2 separate regions of the Mus musculus genome follow, and region 1 is linked to region 2. The links are chromatin contacts, called in public HiChIP or PLAC-seq maps. All regions are on one chromosome and are shown on one strand. The core of a region is the stretch at or near the end of the contact, and the rest is flanking DNA. Distances in the headings are between cores, read along the strand shown.

Evidence for each region. HiChIP or PLAC-seq counts read pairs in DNA pulled down with a chosen protein or histone mark.
Region 1: an H3K4me3 HiChIP or PLAC-seq map of forebrain shows a contact between it and region 2, with 11 times the contacts expected there. The contact joins two enhancer-like sites. A contact is called at or near these places in 9 of 39 promoter capture datasets (the 3T3-L1 cell line, the C10 cell line, cranial neural crest and 6 more), 1 of 484 Hi-C or Micro-C datasets (cerebral cortex), 6 of 115 datasets of contacts at active chromatin or transcription factors (SST interneurons, embryonic midbrain, embryonic stem cells and 3 more) and 2 of 9 other capture datasets (embryonic stem cells and pancreatic islet).

The regions. Positions count from the first base shown.
Region 1 is chr12:51,240,078-51,242,796 of GRCm38.p6, reverse strand. No RefSeq gene overlaps it. Among named protein-coding and RNA genes, the nearest start is that of Gm34745, 84 kb to the right of the region's middle. Within about 2 kb of position 1,441, at least 16 of the 459 cell types and tissues checked have an H3K27ac peak or open chromatin away from gene starts, as enhancers often do. A contact at or near this core is called in forebrain, where this site is marked.
Region 2 is chr12:49,393,476-49,396,334 of GRCm38.p6, reverse strand. All of the region lies in intron 2 of 3110039M20Rik (RIKEN cDNA 3110039M20 gene), which reads right to left. Among named protein-coding and RNA genes, the nearest start is that of 3110039M20Rik, 5.3 kb to the right of the region's middle. Within about 2 kb of position 1,369, at least 34 of the 459 cell types and tissues checked have an H3K27ac peak or open chromatin away from gene starts, as enhancers often do. A contact at or near this core is called in forebrain, where this site is marked.

The DNA.
Region 1 (2,719 bases), core at 192-2,691, 1.8 Mb before region 2:
TATAATGCATGATATCTATGAAGTGACATTGGATCCCTTCCTTAGTCAGAGCTGAGTAATGTGCTCTGACTTCAGTAGAAGGCCAGCATTATATAAAGGCGGTGCGTATTGGGGTAGTGATTTTCCATGATGTTTTGTATGGTTGCACACAAAAAGTATATTACAAATACAGCATTATAAACACTTATTTTTTTTGGTCAAAGTTGTTTAAGAATCTATTTTTAAATATATATTACCTATATAGATATGTGTACATATATTGTATACAGTATCTCTATATAGTGTATATATTTAGTGCATTCATATGCATAATATGTAACTAACATAATTTCCAATAAAATATATCATAAGAAATAGTAGTAATCCTAAAAGAATAATATTACATTGAATATAAAGCGCAATTATAGGAGCTCACTTATACACCTTTTAATTTTCCATATATATATTTTTTACTATGGATAAGATTACTCCTGATTTTCCTTTTTGACTTTGAGACAAGGCTCCACTCTGTAGCTCAGGCTGGCCTCAAACTCACGCCCCTGCTGCCTCCTCACTCCTGGCGCTGGCATTACGGGCATGCCACTCCACATGAGTGAATTAGAATCATTTCAAATTTCTCTCTATCATATGCAATTCTTTAACAGAAAACTGCATATAAATTCATATCGATTAAAAAGTTCTTTAGGAGAGACTTGTAGCACTAGGTTGACTAGGTCTTATGAAGAGATCTTAAAGGCTTTGACTTTATAATCCCAGATGAACTGTTGGAACATCAATACAAATTTAAACCTCTCCTACTTGGCAACTTGACAAATCTGATGTCAAAAAGTGACACCTGGGTTCACATTTTTCTCTCTTTTCCCCTGTAAGTGAGCAGAGTATTTTCCTTATGACTTACGTTTTATTTACACTTGCTCCTTTTAAGATTACCTGATTATCTGTTATTTTTTTCTACTAACTAGATTTTAATTTTTTTAATAAAGAAAATACATTGAAGGACAGGAGGATACATTAAAAAGCTTGCTTGTTTGTTTTTGTAAATGATACATGTTTCAAAACCAGCCTTTAAATATCTAGATGGCACAGTGAAACACAGAACCTTATACCATTGCCCACTGAAACGGTAAAATGTACAAAAGTTCACAACATATTGTAAGGAAAATTCGTCGAGAATCTGTTCAGTTATCTTGGAGGTACCAGACATACCATATGCTGTGTCTAGGAGTTGCCATGGCAACTACTTTTAAAATTTAAGAACAGGGTAAATTGTTGCCTAAAATCTCCATAACTTAGTGAGTCAATTAAGATCTCTTCAGAACACCACATTCCTTTTGCTACCTGGTGATGCTTCCAAGTCTTGGAGGCCAGGAGGAGGAAAGGTCTCTGGGTCAGATGAGAATGCTTTTGGCTGTGTTAGATCCTGGAGACAAGTTGTCATTTGGGACTGTGTATGAATCATTAATGAATCATCGAAAGGAAGGCAGAAGGAGTAGCCTTGTTGAAGCTGAACAGATCTGAGCATATAAGTGTAAAGTGGAAAGCAATTTTTAGCTCAGACTTCAAATATGGAAACTGAAGCAGAGAGACGCAGCCTTTTAGAATTTGGAGCGCGGGGATTTGGGATGGTGTTTTGCTCCTCTTGGTACACCATCAAGCTGTAGTCATTACAATTTACTCACTTTAAAATTTATATCCTTATTATTTTTCTAAGGGTGGTTTTCCTTAGTATTATGTTCCTGTGGTTGGCCTTGAACTCTTGGACTCAAGTGATCCTCTTGCCTAAGCCTGATGAGTAGCCAGGGTTACATCACCATACCGTAAATCTTTTTTTTTTTTAAAGAGAATTAAATCTTATTTATTTTTATTTAAGTGTGTGTGTCTATTTGTACACAAATGTTTTATAACATGCATGTGAAGTTAGAGGGCAATTTGTGGAGTTAGTTTTCTATTCCCACCGTGTATCCCAGGGATCAAACTCCAGGTTGTCAGGTATGGAGGACTGCTGAGTCATTTTACTGGACCCTAAATTCTATCTTTCATCAAGACAAAATTTGTTAACTTACTTCTCAGGTTCTCTAAAATGAACTCAAAAATTTATAACAAAATTATCAGTGTTTGACCCTTTTAATTTGTCAAGGTCGGACATTATATTAGTAATGAAGGTTTTAGGTATTTCTATAGTCTGGTCCCCTATACTCTCAAAATAGATATTTCATGATGTTTAGTTACTCTATGAACCATGTCATGAGATTGTAGTCTTAATAATCCATTGTTGACTGATTCCTTTCTTATGAAACCTTTTGTTTTCTCTGAAATAACTAACTGTGCTGTATAAAAATTGTTTAACTCTTATTATCCCATTGCTATTGTTTTTGCCCAGTTACTGCACTTAAAAAGTTAGTAAGATACAACTTCACACTTCTGTCCTGAGTCTCCCTCTTGAACATGCGCTGTCCCTTGCTTCAGGCTGGACAACTTGTGTTCTGGTTGCTGCATACCTGCTGATGTTTGTGTTCTTTCGTTTGTTTTCCTCATACGTTGAGATCCTTGCTTTTCAATGCCCATTCTCTCCGTTCTACGATGTGCTGAAAAAAAAAGCACTCTCCAGCAGCATCCTAGGGAGAGTGTATGGTTAGTGGTACCTGACTTGAGTAAGCAAGTAAGCTGTTTTATTCACAGCACTGACAAAACAGAAACAAGAACCAAATTCAAATGAAAA
Region 2 (2,859 bases), core at 120-2,619:
AGCTCTCTGTTTTAGGTCAATTAGTTCAAAAAGTTGCTAGTAGTTATGCATAAACAAAAGTGACATAGATGGTCAGAAACACATATACACAGATATGTAGCTAAAAGTTAAGTGAACAAGTCTGAGGTTCCATATTTATGGCTTCTTATACTACATACCCAGCTTCTCAACTTTCTGAACAGATTAACATGTTAAGAACCGATGAATATACAGACAGTGGGCTATGGCACACTTTCCATCTTTAATAAAGAAATGAATACTGTTGACCAAATATCAAACTTTATCTACCTACGATGTTATGGGGTACAGAAGCTTTGTGAAACCCATAAATGGATTTGCAAACCTCATGGGGATACTGTTTGATATTTAAATATATAGAAGGTACTAGCAAGGGAAAGAAATCTCTTACACATTTCTCTCTTCAAACTTTTTAAAAGGAATGTCTCAAAGTATTAGCTTCTCATAAACATTTTGAAACTTTCTTACTTTTCTTATTTAATATTTAAAATTATAAAAGCAAAATAAGAAAGAACAAGGGAATCTATGAAGGTGGTTTTAAGTAGATATTTTCAAGAATATGAGAGAAGCATAACTTTTTTCTGACTGCAATATGATTCTTGAGAAACCCTAATCTTTGTGGTTGTTTACGATGCAATCCTTTGTATTGCTTTCTTCCAAGTATACATGTGAGATTGACACTTCTTCACACTCATGGGGTTAACACACATATTAAATATTAGTTAAATTTTTAACAGAAAAGCCCCCCATAGGAGTACAAACTCAGTATTAGCATGTGAATAAACTACTATCCCACTCGTTTTGGGTATAGACAATTGAACGAATAGTTTCAATCGCATAGATCCCCAAGGATGTGTGAAATATAAAGCACAAGTTTTCCCCCAGAATTCCTGATGTGTCCTTATTCCTTTCCCTGGATCTCCTTCCTTTTGTTTTGCTTTTTCAGTAGAACTACTGTGATCTCGAGTGAGGTTTTGTTTGGCTCTGGTTAATATTAAAGAAGATCACACACGGTTGAAAAATATTGTTATTTTTCTTTAATGGGGAAAATTGGACTCCCGCGTGTCAGATCTGTGGATTTCCGAAAGGCAGTGGGAATGGTACTGACATCACTTTGCACTTTAACAATCCGATTTGGTCAGAGTACAAGTTGTTTGTTTAACCCGACAACTCGGTGCACCCTGTCGCACACTTTGCACACTCATTAAAACGATTATTCACGACCTGTCGAGTGTTTTCGGGTTCATTCACAGGAAAGGCTTGCATCCAGAGAGCAATTCAAGTCAACACTGTCCACTATACCACGCACGTGAGGACGAGTTGGTGCATGCGTGAAAGATGCGGGGAGGGGTTGGTGAGTAAGCGCCTTGGCTGTTAAATCCTTCCCGGACTCGGGGTGCTAAGGAATCTCAACCTCCTTAGAGTGCTTACAGCACTGGGTTCCAAAGACTTGGGTAAGGAAAAGAGAATTTAAACAAGTGAAGCAAATAAAGGTAGCCCCCCTCCACCACTTCTCTCTCCCTCCCATTCAATCTTCTGCAAAACTTTACATCCCAGGATACCTTCTGCCTGTGGCCCCTACACTTATGGACAACCACTTCGATCCCAAAAATAATTCGGATCTGTTTTCTATATATCTTATAATCACTAGGGGGAAGGAAAGGTATAGCAAATAAATAATAAATAATAATAAATGTTTTTAAAATAAGGAGGAAAAAAGGATCCCTAGGTGCTTTGTGTAGTTGTGCTCCTATCTGAAAGTGGAAGGACTGGTCCTGCACACTGACAAAAGTGGTGCAGATTAAATATTAAATAGCTTTCAATAGGCCACTTTTGTTTTTGTTTTTCAGGTTTCAAGCAACTTTTTAATACTTTGTAATGGCAACAGAAGAACACAAATAAGGCTATATCTCAACCCCCTACTCCTGGCTCCTACTTAATGAACACAGTGAGCAACTCAGGTGCTCCTATTTCGTGTTGAGATGGATCCTGGTACATACTATCCATATGCTGCATTAGTGTAAGGGATATGACTATCTTCAAAAGATGTAATAACACATGCACACTAATAAAACATATGTGCATACATGTATTTAATATATAGGACATTATATGGCTATTTTTCTGGATAAGGACCCTTGGCATAATTTCGAGTTAGCAGTTGTTTAAAATGTCCAACATCTATATTTAAACGATCCATCCTTTATTTTTTTCATTAAAAAAAAAACAGCTGAAAACACATGGCTATCTTATTTTTGTGAAGCTAACCCAGACAAACCAATGGAAAACAATGTCTTATTTGTGAGTTTCACTCTATTTAAACCTAAGCTCACCAAATCATGTTTCCTATGTTATTGAAACACATCAATACTATGTGTGAAGAAAAGAATGGAGGCTCTCAAGCAGCATGAGGCTTTAAGCAGAAGCGGGTTCCTAATTACTAAAAAAGCTAGGATGAATAAACAATTTCGTAAACTGGTCACACTCTCAGACTCCACTATGAGGTGTACTTAGAATGGATGGGTTTTCGCTTCCTACAGTAAGCTCCTGCATTAAAAGCAATGTGGGACAATAATAAAGAGGGAGACACTGAAATATGGGAAGAAAATAGCTGAAACCTCTGCATAAATGAACACAAATCAATGTAGTAATACATAACACTATTGATGCAGAAATGATCGATTTTAGTCTTCCAACCTGCAATCGGAGTTTGCCATGTTTAATTAACATTTTTTCCCAGAATAGAAATAGATAAATAAAAAACAAAACAAAACAAAAAACGAGCAATACCTACTGACAATTCTATTCGATTTTACTTAATTTTTCCCAGAATATTTTTGA